Linked DNA regions of Sus scrofa: region 2 is linked to region 1. A link is a contact called in public Hi-C data. All regions are on one chromosome and are shown on one strand. The core of a region is the stretch at or near the end of the contact, and the rest is flanking DNA. Distances in the headings are between cores, read along the strand shown.

The links. Hi-C and Micro-C count contacts between places; a contact is called where the count stands out from the background.
Region 2: a Hi-C map of alveolar macrophages shows a contact between it and region 1, with 1.7 times the contacts expected there. The contact joins the enhancer-like site here to the promoter of CD2BP2 in region 1. A contact is called at or near these places in 2 of 5 promoter capture datasets (fetal skeletal muscle and liver), 8 of 47 Hi-C or Micro-C datasets (alveolar macrophages, blood, embryonic fibroblasts and 3 more) and 1 of 2 datasets of contacts at active chromatin or transcription factors (alveolar macrophages).

Annotation. Positions count from the first base shown.
Region 1 is chr3:17,955,410-17,959,367 of Sscrofa11.1, reverse strand. CD2BP2 (CD2 antigen cytoplasmic tail-binding protein 2) reads right to left here and starts at 1,671. Exons shown (of 7, transcript XM_003354536.4): 1 at 1,518-1,671; 2 at 894-998; 3 at 539-674; 4 at 1-137. The coding sequence starts at 968. TBC1D10B (TBC1 domain family member 10B) reads right to left here. Exons shown (of 10, transcript NM_001244423.1): 10 at 3,299-3,958.
Region 2 is chr3:18,001,333-18,005,215 of Sscrofa11.1, reverse strand. It overlaps QPRT (nicotinate-nucleotide pyrophosphorylase [carboxylating]), which reads right to left. Exons shown (of 4, transcript XM_003354556.4): 4 at 3,504-3,883. Among named protein-coding and RNA genes, the nearest start is that of C3H16orf54, 11 kb to the left of the region's middle. Within about 2 kb of position 1,270, at least 11 of the 83 cell types and tissues checked have an H3K27ac peak or open chromatin away from gene starts, as enhancers often do. A contact at or near this core is called in alveolar macrophages, where this site is marked.

The DNA of each region.
Region 1 (3,958 bases), core at 422-2,921:
GCTGTCTCGGATCTGAGCATCCCGGTTCAGGAAATAGTTGCCATCAGCATCAAAGTGGCCTTCCTCCATCTCTTCCTGCAGGTTGAAAGGTGTGATCCGCACACCTCCCTCACTGGGGAGTGTGGCCGCTTCCTGACCTGCATCAAAGACACAGACGTCCCATGCAAGGCAGGCAAAAAAAAAAAAAGACAGGAGCTTCCGGTGCTCCACAAGCCCCAAAGCCCCTATTTGTTCTCCAGCAGAAAGTCAATTATTTATTTATTTATCTTTGTCTTTTCTAGGGCCGCACCTGCGGCATATGGAGGTTCCCAGGCTAGGGGCCTGATGGGAGCTGTAGCGCCAGTCTACACCAGAGCCACAGCAACGTGGGATCTGAGCTGCATCTGTGACCTACACCACAGCTCACAACAACGCTGGATCCTTAACCCACTGGGCAAGGCCAGGGATCAAACCCACAACCTCATGGTTCCTAGTAGGATTCGTTAACCACTGCGCCACGACGGGAACTCCAGAAAGTCAATTCTTGGGTGTGGCTCACCTTCCACATCCTCTGAGGCCAAGATGTCATATTTGCTGGACCCATCATCATCGTCATCCTCTTCATCGCTGTCCAAAGAGTGTTTGTCTTTGAAGCGGCTCCCAGGACCCCCTACCCCAGCCACAGAGTCCACCAACTGCGAGCAGGAACCAGAAATCAAGAGATATGCAGGTGACTATCACCCAACTCTGAGATCTAGACTCAAACTGAAAATCCCGCAAACCTATTTCTCAGAAAACAAGGAAAAGTTAGCCCTCTCCACCCATTCTTTGCCCCTCCAGATTTCTTTTCTGGCTTCTAGTTCTTTTGTCTCCCCTCAGTCCTCCCCAGAACGCAGGAATCTGGCCCCCCTCACCTTCTTGGGGACACTGATTCCATCCTCATCCTCCTCGTCTCCCACGCCTTGGAAGGTCACTTTCCTCTTTAGCATGATTGGTCAGAGGGTCTTCCCCAAGCTGAGCTGAGGGCAAGGATGCAGATTAAGGGGAACTGGGTGAGGAAGATACTCACTGCGACAGGGCCCCCTGCAAAACAGATCTTTCACTTGGTCGGACCAGATCCGGCTTGGGAGAAGAGAGAGCACAGAATCAGGGGGCAAAAAAGGAGTTGGCAACCAGGAGGCCCCCAGGGCTTGGTATGCTGGAAGGGGGACGGAGAGGTGGATGCGTGAGGAGCTCCCCACGGGCACCCCCACGCTTGACGAAAGGAGACGCCCCCCCCCACGTGACCACTCCCACTCCTGGCCCCCGCAGCCGTGGGCGCGACGGTGCTACGCGGACAGACATCCACGCCACCACCCCCAGCTTCCTCGGAGCCCGCGGGGCCCTGGCGTACCCAGACCCTGGCGCCCTGGCCAGCCCGCCCCTCCCTGCGCCGAACTCCCAACTCCACGGGGTGACCCCAACTGTCCTGGGCTGTGTACAAATTAGAAAGGCGGAAGAGCCACGGGGACACCAGCAGTCCCACGGCGCGCGCTCACCTAAGGAGCCAGGGAAGGCGGAGGAAGAATGGGAAAAAAAGCTTTTGCCAGGGCTACATCCGGGGCACCCGGCCGCCATCACCCGGAAGAGAACTGCGGAAGGCGCTGGAGAAGACCGGAAGTTCCATCCCCAGGGTTGGAGGACTAACTGTAGGCGCGGGCGGAAGTACGCGTGAGCGGGAAAAGACCCTCCCTCCCAGAAGTGACGTGAGCCGTGTGGGGCGACAATAGCGAGAAGAGGGGACGAGTGAAGGCCTAGACCCCGATCAGCAGAGAGGGACGGCCGGAAGTGGTCTTGATTCCCTTCTACTGCGGTAGAGGCTCTGGGGATTAAGTGAACGCATTTTAACTGGGAGGGGCGCCCGGGTCACGATGCGGGGGCAAAGTCCCAGCAGGGCCACTGGGTTCCTGCCCTAATTTTCCTTTCCCGGGTAGAGTCTCTTTTTCCCCAGGGCTGGTGCTGCAGCCCTCCCCTCCCCCCATCTCATTAGAAACCCTGCCTCTCCGCTCTGTGTCCACTTACCTCCCTCCTCCCAATCCAAGATGCGGCCTTGCTCTTGTCCCAGAGGGGATGCTTGGGTCTCCTGGTGGACCTTGGAGCATTTTCTGAACCCAGTTCCTTTTAGGACCCAGGGAAATCCATCGCTGCCCCCCCCCCCAACCCCTGGGGCAAGTTCCTGGTTTAGGAGAGTTCATTTGTGGCTGTGGCACCTGTGGCCAGTGCCGAGGGCAGAAGTCCCCTGTGCCCTCATTTCAGTTAGGCCTAGAAGAGGGCAGCAGTGGATACCCGTGCCTCCCATCCCAGACAGGTCCTAACCCAGGTTTTGTAATCTGGCAGAGCTAGGATTGGGAGGAGTAGGTCCCAATGCTGTGGGTACAAGACCTCATCCTCCTGAGGATACAAGTCTGAATCCCAGTAGGCCAAGGCTGTGCCCAGAAAGAACCTACTGGAGCCAGAGGAGAGCAGCACAGGGGTCCCCAGGATAACCAGATGAAACACCCTTCCTTTCTCCAGCCCCTAGGGTTTCCTCCCAGACAGGACTATCATGAAATTGCACCAACAGTCCGTGCTCAGTTTCTTCTGTGGGTACAGAACAGAGGCTCCAGATCAGGAGGGCATCCTGCTAAAGAAGGGGACCCAAAATACCAGCTACCAGCACCGCTGGTTCATCCTCCAGGGAAATTTCTTCTACCTGGAACACAAGGTGGACCACGCACCCCTAGGCCTCATCCCGTTAGAGAACTGCCAGAACCCCATGGCTTTACTATCCTGACCCCAGGGGTAGAAGGTGGGCAGGCCCACAAACTGGCAGCAGAAAACCAGGAGGAGCTGGGAGCCTGGCTGTAGGCACTGGCTGGGGCAAGCTGGAGGCGGCTGGCTGTGCTGCTACGCCCCCTGGAGGCCCAGTACCTGGAGCTGTGCCAGACAGCTAGCCAAGAGCATGGCTCACCCCCAGAAGACTGTGGCTTCCCAGCCACCTTCGGTACCCCCTCCAACTTCCAAAATCTGCATGAGCACTATAGGAAGGAGATCCCGCTACTGCAGGCAGTGCTTAGAGGGCTCCAGGAGACCAGTGATGATGAAGGCCGATCTCAGGCAGAAGTGGAGCAGGAGAGCCACCATCATCTGTTAATGAGTGACTGACAGACCCAAAGGCCAAAAGGTACCAACCTGCTAAGACTGCGTCAACAGACACCCAGATCCTGGTTGGCTCTGTCCCTCCCTCCCTCCTAGTCCTTATTCTAACCCCCTTCATCAAATAACAAGGCAGGAGCCAGGCCCAGGTACAACAGCAGGTTCTTTTCCGGTTCCTCAAAGCGCCGCATGGGGTGGGGGCAGAGACAGAAGAAAATGTAAACATTGGGTTCCACCCCCTGGAGCTCAAGGGAAGACCCCCTTACCCAGGTAGGGGCTGGAAGGCTGGAAGGGAACAAGGCGAAAGCAGGGGGGGAGGCTGGTGAGACAAAGCAGAGGAGGCCTGAGAATACAGAAACAGGTGGGTGAAGAGGAAGGAGGTGGCTGGGAAGTGAGGGACATTTCCTGTTCCAGTGCGTGTCCCTTTAAATAAACTAGAGTGCAAGACCACTGTGGAGGAAGAACCAAAGGACAGAAGACAGAGCGAACACCCCCACCCTGGGCCGACCAGGTCCTCTGTACATAATTACAACACAGAGATGTCCAGAAGTAGAGCAAGAAGAGTCCGGGCCCCCAGCCGGGAAGCGGGGGGACAGGCAGGACTGGAGAAGGGAAAAGGAACCCGGCTCCGCTTCACGGGTGAGGGGACTGACTGGAGTGTAAGAATCCAAACACTGCTGACTCCCATTGCCAACAGTCACCCCTGTGGTGACAAAAGGCCAATCAGGACAGCACCTGGGGAGGGACCCCAGAGGGAATGGGGGCAGGAGTGACAGAGATCCCAGCTGGGTCTAACTGGAGGTGA
Region 2 (3,883 bases), core at 21-2,520, 46 kb before region 1:
CCACTGAGCAAGGCCAAGGATCGAACCCGCAACCTCATGGCTCCTAGTCGGATTTGTTAACCACCGCGCCATGATGGGAACTCCCCATTCGCCTGAGTCTTAATGATGGCTCTCTGGACTACAGGGGGCGTTGAAAGTCACTGAAATACCTTGGGTGGTTGAATGGGGATCTGACGGCGAGATTAAGCTGGAAAAGTGGGTGGAAGAAAGGACTGCTGCCCACTCCTTCTCAGCCTTCAGTCTGGAGCAGAGGCTACACTTAGCATTCATAGGCTAGTATGTTTGGAACCTGGAAGGGAGAGGGAATCAGAGAATAGAACTAGTGTGGTTGCAGTGCCCTCTGGTGGCCATAAGGGGATTTGACAGCATTTTTAGGGGTTTTTTTCATTGTCTATCCCCACCCCCTCCAGCTGCAGAGACAGCCCCTCTAGAATATAAACTCCATGAGGACAGGGATTTTCACTGTTTACTCATTGTTGTATATCCAGTACCTAGAAGAGGGTCTGGCACATAGTAGGTGTTCAACAAATATTATTTTGAATCCTGCCCTATCACTTTATTGATCTACGACCCCAAGCAGCATTTTTAACTTCATAAAACCTGTTTCCTTGTGACTAAAATGGAGATGCTAACACCCCGGCCCCCACGAGCATTAACTGAGAAAAAGACCAACACGTACTGGGCAAGGACACTCAATCAAATATGTATTCCCTTCTTGCCCACCAGCCAGCATGGATCATGTGTTGTATACCGGGCACAACTGATGGACACATTTGCTCTAAAGGGCGTGAGCTTTACCCTGGAGGGGAGGCAGCCTGGGGAAAGCATCCAAGCCTAGTCCCAGGGGAAATGTGAGATCCTTCTTCTGCCCTTCACCCCCACCCCTGCCCCATCGCCACCCTCCCCTCCCCCACCACAGCCACACTCAACTCTTCCTACCGCCCTGAACCCATCGGGCTCCATATGCTCTCTGAGCCTTTTCAGATGCTGTTTTCCTGGCTGACTGCCCTTCTTGCCAACCCATTGCCACGATGCACACTGGAGCCCTCTGAGTGGCTGCATCAGCCTCCTCTCAGGCTGCTTGCTAGGTCTCTCTGGCCCCTCAAATAGATCTTCCTGCAAATAGGCTTATCTCACTTTCCAGCTTCCATCTGATTGTTTTCGGGACAGAAGCCAAGTCCTCTGACCTAACATTTTGTGGTCTGGCCCCAGCCCAGCTCCTAGTCATCTTTCCTCCCCTGATCCCAGCTTCAAACCTTACACCAAAACATCCAAGCCATTTCCCACCTCTGAAGCTTTGCTCATGCAGCCTCCACTGCCCGGAAATCCATCCCCTGTAAGGAGGGCATGGATTGCTTTTGCCTGCGCAGGATCTGTTTTCTTTTCCACTGGAATCCCCTCCTAGCACTCAGATCTAGGATCAGCCCGTAGGGCTGTTTCGTTTCTGGGCTCCAGGGTGAGTTTGAGACTCAGCTTGGGAGATGTTTTCTTTTTCTTTTTTTTCATTTTTTGTCTTTTTAGGGCCACACAGGCATCCGGCATCTGGAAGTTTCCAGTCTAGGGTTTGAATCAGAGCTGCAGCCGCCAGCCTGACCACAGCCACAGCAAGGGGAATCTGAGCCATATCTGCAACCTACGCCACAGCTTCCCGCAATACCGGATTCTTAACCCACTGGGCCACAATAGGAACTCCCGGCAGTGTGCGCTTCTGCCAGCATCTCCACTAGAAGAATTTCCGCCATGTGCTCAGGTCCTTGGCACATGTTTGGTGCTCACTGATGAGGGTCTTGGCTGGTGTGGAGCTTTTAAATTTGAGATAAGCTAGGAGTTCCCTTTGTGACTCAGCGGTTAACAAACCCAACTAGGACCCCTGAGGATGTGGGTTCAATCCCTGGCCTTGCTCAGTGGGTTAAGGATCTGGCATAGCCGTGAGCTGTGGTGTAAGTGGCAGAAGTGGTCCGGATCCCACATTGCTGGTCTCCTCCAGGGTTGAGAAAGGGGCAAAGGGGTCAAATAGCTCCCTCAAGATCGACCAGGGCCCCTGGATCTCCCTGGAGAAGGAGACTCTGTGGATGGACCCATTTTTCTCCCCTCTTGGCAAAGGGAAAAGAAGAGAGTGGGTTCTGTTCTTTCCTTTTTTTTCCCCCCTTTTTCTTTTTACAGTCGCATATGGAAACTAGGGATTGAAACAGAGCTGCAGCTGCCAGCCTACGCCAGAACCACAGCGACACGGATCCTAGCTGCATCTGATCGTTAACCCACTGATCGAGGCCAGGGATCGAACCCATATCCTCGCGGACACTACGTTGGGTCCTTACCCTGATGAGCCACAATAGGAACTCTGAGAATGAGTTCTAGAAGGGGAGAGGCAGCTTCCAAACTGAAGCTCTCCCAGGAGGAGTTACCTTGGGGGCCACCTTGGGTGCCCTCAGGCTGGCGTTCCTCCCAGAGCCACTCGGAAGGTCGGAGGGGAGGGTGGGAGTGTCCGCTCAGGTAGGCAAGACTTCAGGTGTGTGCATGTGTGTTTGGGGGGATGGATTTACATCCTCTGCTTAGACCTCAGAGTCCTGACTTAGCACAGAAGGAAGTTGACATTTGAACACGGACCCCCACCCAGCCCCTCCCTTTCTCTCTAACTGACCTTTGCTCTGGCCCCGGCTGCTCTGTTCCTCTCCCAATGAATGGCATCCCCATGGAACCCAACGCTAAAAGGCCTTCAGGGAGTTCCCATTGTGGCTCAGTGGAAATGAACCCAACTAGTATCCATGAGGACGCAGGTTCGAGCTCTGGCCTCGCTCAGTGGGTTAAGGATTCAGTGTTGCTGTGAGCTCGAGTGTAGGTCACAGACTCGGCTCCGGATCTGGCATTGCTGTGGCTGTGGCATAGGCTCCAGCTCCAGCTCCAATTTGACCCCTAGCCTGGGAACTTTCATATGCCACACCTGCAGCCTTGGGGAAAAAAAAAGTCTTCAATGCCAAATAGGGGGTTCATTTTGGGAAAGATGAGTTGTGAAGTCTGTTGGGGACCCCAGAAGTGAGGCATGAATACATTCTTACCTTCAACCAAAGAGGTGGTGACAGTAGCCAGAGGTGAGGGGTGGAGTGCTTGGTAACCAGTCCCACAAGGGCACCAACCAGGTGTAACAGTCCAGCTGAATATCAGATCCGATGCCCTATGTCCTCAAGTCTAAGATGCCATTGACTGTGAAATACACATATGATCACTCAAAAAGAAAACTGTTGGAGTTCCCTTCATGGCGCAGTGGAAATGAATCCGACTCGGAACCATGAGGCTGAGGGTTCGATCCCTGGCCTCGCTCAGTGGGTAAAGGATCCAATGTTGCCGTGAGCTGTGGTGTAGGTCACAGATGCAGCTTGGATCTGGCATTGCTGTGGCTGTGGTGTAGGCTGGCAGCTGTAGCTCCGTTTAGACCCCTAGCCTGGGAACCTCCATATGCCGCAGGTGCAGCCCTAAAAAGCAAAAAAAAAAAAAAAAGAAAATTGTCAAACCAATGCTTTCTTTTTATCACGTGCAATTTCCATTTGATACTTGTTGAAAGAGTTCTTTGGGATTTATTTTCACATAGACTGTGATCACGTTGTATCTACAAAGTGGCACGCATGGGCCACAAGGGCCACGTGACAACCGATACCTGGCTGACAGCGATCATTAGACACCATTGAGTAATGATGACTTCAGAGAAGGTAGTGTGTGGGCGGGGGGTGGGTGGGGGTGTAGCATAGCTTCAAACCGGTGGTCATTTCTAACATATACTGAGCACTTTCTCTGTGTTAATTATCAGCCCAAGAAATCCATGAGATTGATTCGACCCATTTTACAGATTAGGAAACTGAGGTCAGTAGAGGTAAAGTCAGTCATTGAG